Linked DNA regions of Mus musculus: region 2 is linked to region 1. Evidence: chromatin contacts called from public Hi-C data. All regions are on one chromosome and are shown on one strand. Each heading gives the region's core, a stretch centred on a gene start, on an enhancer-like site or on the middle of the called end of the contact. The rest is flanking DNA. Distances are from core to core; before and after follow the strand shown. Region 1 has its middle 16 kb from the start of Tmc3. Region 2 overlaps Il16 (interleukin 16).

The links. A called contact is a pair of places that touch in the nucleus more often than the background predicts.
Region 2: a contact with region 1 is called in a Hi-C map of cerebellar granule neurons, with 2.9 times the contacts expected there. The contact joins two enhancer-like sites. A contact is called at or near these places in 1 of 484 Hi-C or Micro-C datasets (cerebellar granule neurons) and 3 of 9 other capture datasets (adipose tissue, liver and pancreatic islet).

Annotation. Positions count from the first base shown.
Region 1 is chr7:83,566,150-83,572,482 of GRCm38.p6, reverse strand. No RefSeq gene overlaps it. Among named protein-coding and RNA genes, the nearest start is that of Tmc3, 16 kb to the left of the region's middle. Within about 2 kb of position 4,227, at least 19 of the 459 cell types and tissues checked have an H3K27ac peak or open chromatin away from gene starts, as enhancers often do. A contact at or near this core is called in cerebellar granule neurons, where this site is marked.
Region 2 is chr7:83,722,018-83,727,924 of GRCm38.p6, reverse strand. It overlaps Il16 (interleukin 16), which reads left to right. Exons shown (of 19, transcript NM_001360087.1): 2 at 5,228-5,640. Among named protein-coding and RNA genes, the nearest start is that of Il16, 7.4 kb to the left of the region's middle. Within about 2 kb of position 3,809, at least 13 of the 459 cell types and tissues checked have an H3K27ac peak or open chromatin away from gene starts, as enhancers often do. A contact at or near this core is called in cerebellar granule neurons, where this site is marked.

The DNA.
Region 1 (6,333 bases), core at 2,978-5,477:
GGGATGGACACCAAATGATCCCCAAATGGCCATAAAACAGAGATGGCAGTCAGCAGAGACAGAGGAAAACCACTGATGATTCCCGAAGCTGTGTTTGAGTTCTGTTTGCTTGGTTCTTGAATTTCTATCACTCTTCTTCTGTCTATGACCTCTCTGTCCTGTGTCTTACAAGCCCACACCATCCTAAGGTTAAAGTACAAGTCATTAACTTGGTGTATTCTAGGAGAAGATGATGTGGCCTGGACAAGAAGAATGCGAAGATCTTTCTGTATAATACAGAGTGAATTAGAATATTCGCTCATTATTCCTCCCACAAACTGGCTTAGAACGACATCCTCTGGGCATGACACAGCTTCTGCACTTTTGAACTCAGCAGCTGTGATTTCTCTAAGGAGATTTGCACATGACTAGGCTTTCTGTTACAAAGGAAGGGAGAGGCTTATAAGAACTATAAGGAGCTAACCAAGGGAATGGTGAGAATGGAGAGAGGCATCAGTGGTTGAAAGCACTTGTTGCTCTTCCAGAGGATCCAGGTTTAGTTCCCAGCATCTACATAGTGGCTCATAAGCATCCTTCACAACAGCTCAAAGAGATAGGATCCCTCTTCTGGCTTTTTCTAGCACCCACTAAAGAGGCACCCAGATATACATGCAGGAAAAAAAGTCTACAGACACACACACAGACACACACAGTGACACACAGACACATACTCACAGAGACACACAGACACACACACACACAGAGACACACACTCACAGACACACACACACACACACACACACACACACACACACAAATAGGAGAGAGACATAAGACCTTCAGCCCCAGGACTTACTTATTAGCTAACTGTTGATGGGGAAGAGTAATTTTTTCTTCAGTTGTGTAGCCTTCAGTTGCCTTTGCTTCTGTGAGTAAGCCCTTACGCATATTCCCGTACTCAGATTAAATTCACCGATTCACCAAAATGTATGAGGAAGGAATCATTCCTTTGTTTCTCCCGTTGGTGTTCTATCTGGGTGAGTTAACGTTCATTTAGTAAAGCTTCATGCTCTCACAAACATTTAGTAACTTCTATCTGACCCAGTATACTTCCTTAGGAAATGAGAAGAAAGTATGCAACACCCCCTCCCTTCCCCTAGAAGCAGCTTGCCGAAGACTAAGCAGAACGAGGTCATGGTTTTGCTGGGCAGATGCTTGGAACTGAGGAAGGGAAGAGGAAGGGAGGGGAGGAGGGCTGCCTAGCTTCAGTCTTCAGGGGTAAGTTCGTGTTCTGAAAGCACAGTGGTAGGCAAGTGAGGACATAGGCTGGCCAGTCAGGACAGAAACCTTCAATGGCCTGTGGGGGCAGATGAGATCTGCTGTACTTCTCTGGCTGTTAAGACCATGCCTCAGAACCTAGACAGCCTACTTGTTCATTCCCAGGCCATGTTGGCAGGAGACACCAGCAGCCATGGAGTCTGGACTCCTGAAGACCAGAGAAGATGCAGATCAAAGGAATCAGAACCTGCAGCTTAGCTTATGGCCATCCAGGAAACCTGAGCTGTGGGAGTTTATGGCTCAGAAAGTCCTTAGAACATGGATGAAGACAAATGAAGGTTTATAGAAGGTCTGAAGTTCATTAAATAAAGCCTTCATTCATTCGTTCGTTCATCCATCCATCCATCTACCCACCCAGCTACCTATTCATTCATTCATTCATTCATTCATTCATTCAGTAATTTGTTGATCAATAGTGATTGGTGCTCACAATATGCCACTCTGTTCACTAATGTCTAGGACATAGTTGCAGGTGATTTAGCTTGTTTGGTGCTGCTATAACAGGCTACCTAAGACAAGGTAACTTATAAGGAACATAGATTTATTTCTCACAGTTCTAGAAGCTAGAAAGTCCAAGACCAAGGGGTATGCATATAATGAGGGCAATCATGCTGTATCATCTCTTGGTGGAAGCCAAGAGGCTGAGATGGGACAAGAAAGAGAGTTGGCCAGTGTGTACCTTTCTCTTTCTTTTTATAACACCATTGATCCTATCATCTGATACCTCCTTGGCCTGAAGACTGAATCTATCCCCCTATACCTTCCAGAGTCCCCAGCCACATATGAATTTGGGAACTGTGTCCATCAATCACACACAATCAAGGAATGTGTTTAGACTATAGTACCAGGTATCACTGGGCTCTTCTGTGAATCTCATGTCATGGTTCTGGCCAGCCAGGTCTTTCCCTGCTGTTTATACAGCATCAGTTTATACAGTATCCTATCACGGAACCACACAGTCCAGTCAGCTTTTCTGTAAACTTCACAGCATTCTCTGTGTCAAGGCAACTCTTGCTCTGCTATTGTCCTGTGTGCTTTCCTGGATGCATGCCAAAAAAGGAGAAGGATGCTGTCTTAGTTGGGGGGCTCTCTATTGCTGTGATAAAACACCATGACAACTATAAAAGAAAGAATCTATTTGTGCTTACAGTTTCATAGGCTCAAGAGTCCATGATGGTAGAAGGAAGGTAGGAACAGCTGAACTCATATCTTGATTCCATGAGCATGAGGCAGAGAGTGCTGACTCAAAATAATCTTTTGAAACCTTAAAATCCCATCCCCAGAAACATAAACTCTCCAGCAGGGCCACATCTTCTAATCTTTTCCAAACAAGCCACCAACTAGAGACCAAGTATTCAAACATCAGCCTATGGGGCCATTCTAATTCTAACCACCACAGACCACCTTTTAGGAAACTTTGTAGACACAGAATACTTGAAGCCACCTTAAGATCGGTAGCTCCACCCTCTAAAATTTGGGGGATTGATTTCTCATGTTTACATTGACATTTGGGGATCCAGATCTGGCTGGCATGGCAATACCTGGAGCTGTGTGAGGTCCCTGGAAGCCATCTTTTCCATAATTTCTGCAGAATTAATTGCAAACCTCATACACAGGATCAGAAAACACCACCACCACCACCTCTGCTTCTTGTGTTTGATTCTTGGCAAAATCTGGCTTATTGGTACACACGTATGTTTTTGTGTGTTTAAAATGGAGTTATGATTTTCTCAGTGCTGAAGGAAGTCCTATGTCTTTCACTAAAACTTGAATGTCTTTCTATCTTATGACTCAAATAGGTTGATTTTGGAATTCTCCTGTGACAGGGAAAGTAATATGCTTCAGAGGGTCTAGGTGCTGGTAGTTAGAAGCTGTTATGTTTTTTAAACAATATGAGTAGAGTGGACAGCTACCCCTCCAGGTAGAAGCGGTGGGGCCTATAGTGAATAATATTTCAGTTTCACTTTTCCTACAGCAGCAACTAAGAAGGCAAAACATGTAATGGAGATGCAGGATGACAGGGCTGACCTCAGCCTGGGTCCCTGAGAGACCTAAGCAAAGCTCTGCTGACATTTGCACAGGCCACAAGTGAGGAAGAAGACTGTACTGTAAGCCTCTCATCGGCTGGAGTCATCTGCTTCCACTCTGTAGCTGACCTAACATACCTTCTGCTCTCTCAATTTCTGCTTCCTTTCCTGGCTCCATAATTTGCTCAAGCCATCTGTCTGCTTATGGAGCCATTTGCCCTCTTCCGGGTTTATAAAATTTTATGTGTCCTGCATGGTCTATTTCAGGTTATCATTTGCCCAAGGATCACCCCAGTCTCTAGATCCTCTTGGTCAGTGTTGGTCATACGCTTCTCTAGTGATAGGAAGAAGAGTGTGTTCCATTTATACCAATTGCCTGCATACTTCCCTTAACTCAGAGCCCCTTGCCCACGTCTGATTCATTCAGAAACCTGAGAGCACAGCTCAGCAGTCCATGGGAGCTATAAGAGAACCTTAGTTTGTCTGGACCAAGTCTCATGAAGATAATACTGTGTGAAATAATTTTTAGTCCTCTGTTTTATGTAAAACAGTGGAAGGAAATGGAAAGCAGAAAACAACAGCAATAGCAATTTTTTCTTACATGAAGAAATGTGATGTTTAGAGTATATGAACAGCAAGCACATATGGCTGGAGAAGATAGCAGAGGGAAGACTGATGCTTTCTGAATGCCAGAGTGAGAATTAGCAGACACTTGGTAGATCAGACCCCCTTTGAAAACCTATCCTGTGGCTCCCAGATTCTCCTCCATGCGGGTCGGGTCAAGAGCTGAACTGGAGATTAATCAAAGCTGCTTAGTAGGCACAGAAGTTTCTTACCGCTGGGAATATCCCAGCGCTAACCAAGACAAAGTCTCCATCTTGTGGCTGCATTCAGATCTGCATCCACTCTTAGTTCAGCACCAAGAAGGCAGAAAGTTCGGCAAAGGTCAGGGACATCTGTTTGCAACAGAAACACATTTCTGTCATTTAAATACAGGGAGGTGGGTTCATCCACAGCAACTGGGCAGGAATTCCCACTTTCACCCCTCACCGTGTATTTGTTCTCTAAAGTTGAACGGCACCCCTGTATCTGCCGTTCCACACTCCCTGACCTATGTTCTCTTTCCCTACCTCTAAAGCTGCTGCGTCCACCTCGGCCGGCCGGCAAGGAAGACACAACATGGTCGGATTCTTCTCAACAGCCTTTATTGCAGGAACGTCTCAATGCTGCTATGGGGACCCCGGGAACCCAGGGAGGTTTGCTTAAATACTCTCAGCCCCCCTCCACTCACGGCAGGCCACGCCACCTCACCATGCACACAGCTTCAGCCAATCAGGGCGGCAGGGGCATGTCTCCACCAAATATGGACTTGTTTACACCGCCAGCATCATGGTGCACCTGCACAGTTCTCACGATGGTCGTGGCTTATTTTCAGGTGTATGAGGAAGTCAGGTGCAAGTCATAAGACTTAGCTGCAGTCCTGGGCGCCATCTTGGGACTGCTGCCACACCCGCTCCTTACATAAAGCCAGCAAGGTAACAACTCACGTAGGTCTCTGATTGCCTTCCTATTCTCCCACCCCCACCCTCATGCCAAGTCCACGGAGATCACCCGGGAAAAATCTCACTATCACAGGACCCACAGTTTAATCACATTTAGAAAGTCATATTTGCCCTAGAAGAAAACTTCCTCAGCTTCTAGGGTAAGGCTCACTGTTTTGTGGACCATTGTTCAGCCTACTGTGGGGAGGAAGAGAAAAGGGTCTGTGGGAGTATAACGGTGAGCATGGTGGCCCCTTACAGCCCATTCTTTGCCCACACTGGACTATAGCCATAACTGGCCACTCACTGTCTTTAGTGCTGTCTTTAGAGCGCCCAGAGTGGTTTCTGGATAGTAAGTCCAGGGTTAGGGCCACCCTCCCTGCTGAGTACTCCTCTTGGGAATGGATGCTCAAACCAGTACCAGGCAGCCCAGGATACCCCTACCGCCACTATCATCACTGTGAAAAGAGAATTTATCTTTGTGTCGACTGTCTGGAGGGACAATAAAGGTCAACAGGCTGTCTTTATAAAGGACTGTAACCTTGTGTTTGTTTGTGAGCCTCTATTTGACTTTTTTTTTTTTAATTATGTATGTAATGGCTTGGGGATGGCCCTGTTACTGAAGTCTTTGCCATGAGAGCATGAGGATTTGAATTGGCTTTGCAGAACCTATGTTAAAAAGCCAGACATGGTGGTGACATGTTCTTGTAACTCCAGGATTGGAGGAAGTGACAAACAGATTCTGGGGGCTGCCAGTCAATCTAGTCTCCCTGGTGAATGGCACATCAATGAAGCCCTTATCTTAAAGACAAGGTAGACAGTGGATAGAACATCAAAGCTTAATCTCTGACCCCTAAGGCACGCATGTATTCACGCACACACAGGCACCCATGTGGATAAGTGAATACACACCCCACACAAACACAAACTATGTGCTTTTATTATCTGGGAGGTTTTTTAAATTAAAGTAAAAAATATACTTAAAAAGACAGAACTAATAAAAGCAGTGCACTTTCAAGGTAATGAGATCGCTGTTCAAAATATCTTGTGTTTTATTATCGTTTTTTTTTTTTTAATTGTTTCAGAAGTATATTGGCTCCAAGGAGAATTCCCCATAGGGTTATCTGAAGACAATGGCTGTGGTTCTGCCTGATACGTTCTGTCTACTGTAGACATTGTCTAAATCAGAACTCATTTTGGTCCTCAGGCTTTATACTCAGCAAACAGCAAGCTCTTCCTAAGGCTGAACTGACCAATTCTCTTTCTTTTTTGAAGGATCCCTCCTGTTAGAGAGTTCCTGTAATTATTTGTGACATATTCTTTGTGGGTCATTTCCTGGAACTAATAATAGATGCGGAGTGGCTTCTATTCAGTACCGATGAGTATGAGGAACGCCCTCTCTGAACATGTTATTCAAAAATCAGGACTTCTTCCCCGGGCTGGAGGCC
Region 2 (5,907 bases), core at 2,560-5,059, 160 kb before region 1:
ACTTGTGCCATATTGGTATTGCTTACTCAAGAGGAATCACTACCCTGTCTGGCCCTGTGCCTTTGGACTTAAGTGGTGTTGAGTTATCCAAAGATGCCCCAGCCCAACCTGTCCCATAGACTTAGGCCCACTTCCCAGGATGCCAAAAGTTCCGCACCTGTCTGAGATATAAAATATTCACCCTGGGCTCTAAGGTACTTTCCAGATTCTAGAATGTCTTTCTAGATAGTTCTTAAGCTCAGATGTCAGTTCATGCGGCTTCTTTTTACTCCGATGTCTTATCACTGGAGTCCTCCAGTCTGTGGTCCCAAGTGGGATGGTATTCCTGTGTTTGTGCAGGTGTCAGTGGGAAGGGTCTCTGAGATGCTTTTCAGCTATTGGTCCATATGCAATGCTCTTGCAATGTGCCAAGCCTCATTGAGTACAGTTGGTTTCCTCAGAGATGGAGTAGAGTAGAGGAAGAAAAATGATACGTGTAATAATCCAACACTGTCCGCTTGACTAGCAGGGATACTAAAGCCCAGAGATGCTCTATGCCTTCCTAGTCTTATGTACAGTGTATATAGACACAGAGGGTCAGACTCAGCTGTGGGTCCCTTAATTATATTAAAGATCTTCTCTGGGGTGGAGAAGGGACACCCACCTTTTCCCTTCATTTCTTATTTCTGAATCACTTTTTAGTTCAAGACCCCAAAAATATACCCCCTGGGCTGGAACGGCCAGACTTCAAAACTGCCTTTGAAATAGGACACTGTGGGAGAATGCAGAAACTCCAAAACACATTTATCAAAGGATTCCCCTTTCGCCACATGGTGATTTACAATCCTCTCCAGTTCTGCAGTCAGTGAACGATGTTTCACCCAGACCCAAGTGTGAGGCTGCAGCTTTAGTGAAGGATTTGCCCAACACACTGGCCACATGCAGATGAGGAAGGGGAGTAGGGAGATGATAGAAAGAACAAGGGACAGAAGAAGGAAGCAGAGAGCAGGGAAACAGGAAATGGGGACTGGGGAAGAAAGAGATGAAAGAAGAGAGAGGAAGTAAGGGAATACAGAAGAGAGGGAAGGAAGACTTGCAGACCTTGCTGCCTAGCCTGAAGTCTAGAATTTTCTTCAAGGCCTCTAAAGAAAGCAAGTGTCACTGCTTGGCAATCCTTAGCACTGCACTCTATGTAAAGGACAGCTCGGCTGTGGTCAGGTGTCGCAAGCAACTATGAGGTCAGTGGTCCCCATTCCTTTTTTCCAGGTAATCTCCTGCATGACAGGAAAGGTGACTCTATGTAGCACCTTTGTTCTCTGGCTGAGAGAACCAATCCTATTCAGGTGTTTGGAGGAACACTGCTCAGGACTTGGGAGAGTGGTTTTTCCAGTCCTTTGACTTTCCCTGGGCTAGGAAGGCAGGAGGTTCCCTGAAGATTTCCATAGTGAAGTCCTGTATGTAGGGAACTTCAGGAACGTCTTATGCAGAGCCCACCAGGGACAAAGAAAACTTGTAAGACACTGGCAAGGAATCCTGGGGCTGGGGACCAGATAAGAGAAAAGCTATTGGTTTGAACTTTCAGAGAGGGCTGAGGAGGGTGTGTGTGACATAGCTGGCTCTCAGCACCACTGGCATTTGGTTGCAGAGAGAGCAATAGCCAGTTCTAATGTCTCGAGCACAATCACTAAAACCAAGCTGAGCCACGTGACTGCCATGCTGTGTTTTCAATTATTCCTTCTCCCCTCTCTGTCTCTTTTGGTGCTAGGCCTAGAGGGAAGTCCCTTTCCACAGAAGTGAGGCTCTGGTCTCTCCACCTCAGCCCTTGCATTCCTTTCCCATTCATGTTTTCTGGGCTGATGAGGCTTGCTTAGAGCAGTCTCTGCTCTCAGAAGGAGGGTGAGTGCCTTGCCCTCTGCCTTCTCCTTCCCACTCCATGGTCTATGTCATCTCTCAGGAGAGCCCAGCCTCAGAAATGACCACTCCTTGTAGAAGGGCTTGCTTTTTATAGCTGACAGGACTCACTGGACACACTCATGGGGTGAGCAGTCTCCACCAAGAAATCTGAGCCTCATCTGGTCTAAGACCTGCATGCAGCCAGTGTCCCCAGCCAAGGGAGCCTATGGCTTTGCACCTCAACCTCAAAGGACCCCATAGATTCTTTGCTCTAGAAGATGCCTAATGAGTGGCTGGTCATGGCTGGGGAACTTGTAGGTGAAGAGAGGACATGGGGGAGAAAGGGAATGGGGTATATAATCTGAGGGTCTATGGAAATTGGTAGATCAAGACATTCAGAACCAGCTGTTATGAGTGAGAATGGATGGAGGGAAAGGCAAGCATTGGCTGGGGTGGAAGTAGCCTAGAAAACACACTATCTCCTGGAAATCATTGTTTTCCAGGACTTAGACTCCTAGTAGTATACCAAAAGACTTTTATTCCAGGAAGATAGATACACTTTTAAGACTAAACCTGAAAGTTTTGATTCGTTTAATGGAATAAACATCATAGCGTCAGGTATGGTTGGATCCAGCTGCTGTGTGACAGCATCTAGGCTTGGTTCTGCTCACATTCCCCTGACCTTCTGCTCCTTGTGCTTTTCTCCACTTCTCACCCCATCTGCCTGATGTCTGTCTGAACCTACCATGTCAATTTTCCTCTCCACACAGTAGTGCTTAGCAACTCATCCTTAGCTCTTCCTCGTCTGGTTTCAGATACTCCTAGAAGGATTTTATCATAAAACTTATTTGTTTTCAAGCTGTCAAATGGCTAATGTACAAGTTCTGGCACACACACACACACACACACACACACACACACACACACACACACACATCATGCACGTCCAACTGAGTATGATCTGAAAGGAAGGAGGTTCAACCAAAGTTATGATCTACAGAGATGTTGCCACGGAGCTGCCAGTTCTGGGGATTTGACAGGACAGTGAGTTGAGGACCTCCTGTGCTGGAGACAGCAGCCGGAGGGCAGCCCTGATGGTTTGGATTTGAAAGGGGATATCTGAAAGAGAAACAAGTAACAGGAAGAAAAAGGCACTGAGAACCCAAAGACCATGGACAGATTCAGATCAATCCTCTCAAGACAAAGCTAGTTTCAGCTTTGTGTTTGAGGCTGAGGACACATTGAATGTGGAACTGATACGGGAGTTTCCATGGCTCTAGGGGAAGGAAGCAAAAATGTGGTGCCGGATCTGGAAGCAGTGGTAAGCTAAGGAGAGAAAGTGCAGAGCACAGAGCATTTATTCAAGAGTACCAGGCAGGGTGACAGGAAGGGCAGCTGCAAGAATAGACTAAGGAGCCAGATTTATTTGTTTTTCAAGATAGGGTCTTGTCTGTCCCAGGGTGGCCTTGAACTCACTACATAGCTGAGGTTGTTCTTGAAGTTCTGATCCTCCTGCCCCTACCTCCCAGATGCTGGGGTTACAGGCACCACTGTGCCTGGACTACCACATAGTTTTAGGGCAGAGGAGGGTTGATGTGCGAATCTCCATGCAGTAAGAGTCACTGAGCAAAGCCAGCTTGGAAGCTCAGGATCTAGCCACACTGCATAGTTTCGTGGTGGTCACTGCCCCGTGCTTTGGCCATCTTTCTGTGACAAGAGGACATTATCAGATCCCACAAGGGTTTATGAGGACTAAGTGGTAAAACAATCAGAGCACTTCCTGGCCCACTACAGTAGTGACATTTTGAAGTCACTGAGTGCATGACAGAGATAATTATAGAAACACAGCACATTTGTTGGCCAGTACTGGAGCCCAGCTGGTGGCCATGAAGGTTTCCTTGTACCCATCTGCTAAAGAATGAGTGTGGCCTTCAGGGCTCAGAAACCTGTCCCCAAGCACAGCTGTCACTACAGAGCCAGTCCTTTATGGGTGGAATTCTATCATGTGAACTAGACAGGCAAAGAGTAAAGGAATTTGGGATATTGGCAAGGGTTTCCTCATGAGATGGACAACACTGAGTTAAATTTTTGAATAATATTTGTTTATTTAGTGTGCACATGTATGGTTATGAACACATGCATCAGAATAGATGGTGGAGCTTCAAGGTCAGAGGACAACTTGGAATCGTCAGCCTTCTACTATGTGGGTTCCAGGGACCAGACCAAGGTCATTAGGCTTGGTGGCAAGCACCTTCATTCACTTCGACATCTCATTTTGTCAGCCCAAGATGCAATGGTGCTTTGTGTTTGTTTGTTGTTTTGTTTTTAACATTTAGTGTGTGTGTGTGTGTTTTCCAGGTGTTTCAGGCAGTATCCTAAGAAGGCATTCTCTTTGGGGGGCACATGAAGATGTCTATGTCAGGAAAAGCTCTGCGCATCACCTGACTCCATGCTGCACGGGCACTAGCAGCAGGGTGGGTCGCTAAGAGCATCCCACAGTTTGTTGTTCTGGCAACAGGCTTTATTTTGTGGCTTGGACCCAAGTCAGAACTTGTCTGGCTACAGCATGAGGCTACTTCACCGCCTATCTCTTGGACACTGGATCCGTGAGAGGTGCCTCTTGACAAAACTGTGTTGGGCCGTGTGCCTGATGGGGAGAGCCAGTTTAGGGTTATGAGGCTGGGGGAATAAACCAGGGGAGTGGCTGACAGAGTAGGTGCTCACAACCCTACTTGGTACACTGGTGTGACTTAGGGCCTGAGGAAGGGCACGTGTGTTTGTCAAGAGCTAGCTGTGTGCTGAACTGTCTGCACTCAACCCAGTCACGACAAACTGGCAGATCTTCATCTGGGATCCTAACACATGCCTCAGTGGTCACTGGGCTGAGCCCTGGGCTCTTGAGTTCTTTTGGAGACACTGCAGGAGATACTAAGGAGAACACGGGGACCAGGGCAGTAGGCTCCGTCCTCCTTGACTTCCTCCTTGCTATGATCTACAGGCTAGAGTTTCATTTAAAGATTAGCTTCCAAGTTTAAAAGCCTCACAAAGCCACGGTCCCCTAAGCCTTTCCCATGATTCTGAGTCTTAGCCCATTAGCTAGCACCATGGATTTAAATTTCTTTTCTCTGCTCCTCGGTTCCCCTGTCTTTAGGATGTAGGTTAGAATAAAGAGTTTAGGCTTGGTCTCTATGAGCCTGGACTTGGTGTTAACCCCTTGAGTAATCTAAGCGCCATTTGTCCTGCAGAGGAGCTGGGTGCCGGGACTCATCTGCCCTGCTTCATGGGCACCGGAGTTCAGTTCCTGGACTTGAGCCGGCAGCAAGTCACACTACTTCCCATTTTTTCTTTCCTCCAGGGACTCATGCAGTGGCAGCTAAATCCAGTTCATCTGTCACTCACCGGCCAAGGCCTGGAGAACAGGAGAGGAAGAAGCGTGGCCTCACTTCCTCTCTGAGGATGGAACCCCACGGCCACTCCGGAAAGAGCCGGAAATCCACGAAATTTCGCTCCATCTCCCGTTCCCTGATCCTCTGTAACGCCAAGACCAGTGATGACGGCTCCAGCCCAGATGAGAAGTACCCTGACCCTTTTGAGACTTCACTGTGCCAGGGCAAGGAGGGTTTCTTTCACTCCTCCATGCAGCTGGCAGACACATTTGAGGCTGGGCTCAGCAATATCCCAGACCTCGCACTGGCCTCGGACTCTGCTCAACTCGCAGCAGCTGGGAGCGATCGAGGCAAGCACTGCAGGAAGATGTTCTTCATGAAGGTATGGCCGGGGTCTGTGTCTGACAGGGCTTACAGTTGCTTTCTGGTGCTGTGATTTAGTCTTTGAATCCATTTAAGCAAAAATCAGAAGAACAGAGTTTTCATTGTACACAGCAGCAAGGAAAAACTGAGGCAGGGCTGCCCAGGACTCACGGCAAAGGGCTTGATAGTGATTTAGGTACGGTCAACACTCTTCTCTGAGATATTTGGTAAGAGATGGTGTCAGTCAAAGACAGATTGAGCCTAGATCCCTGGCGAAAAATGGCAG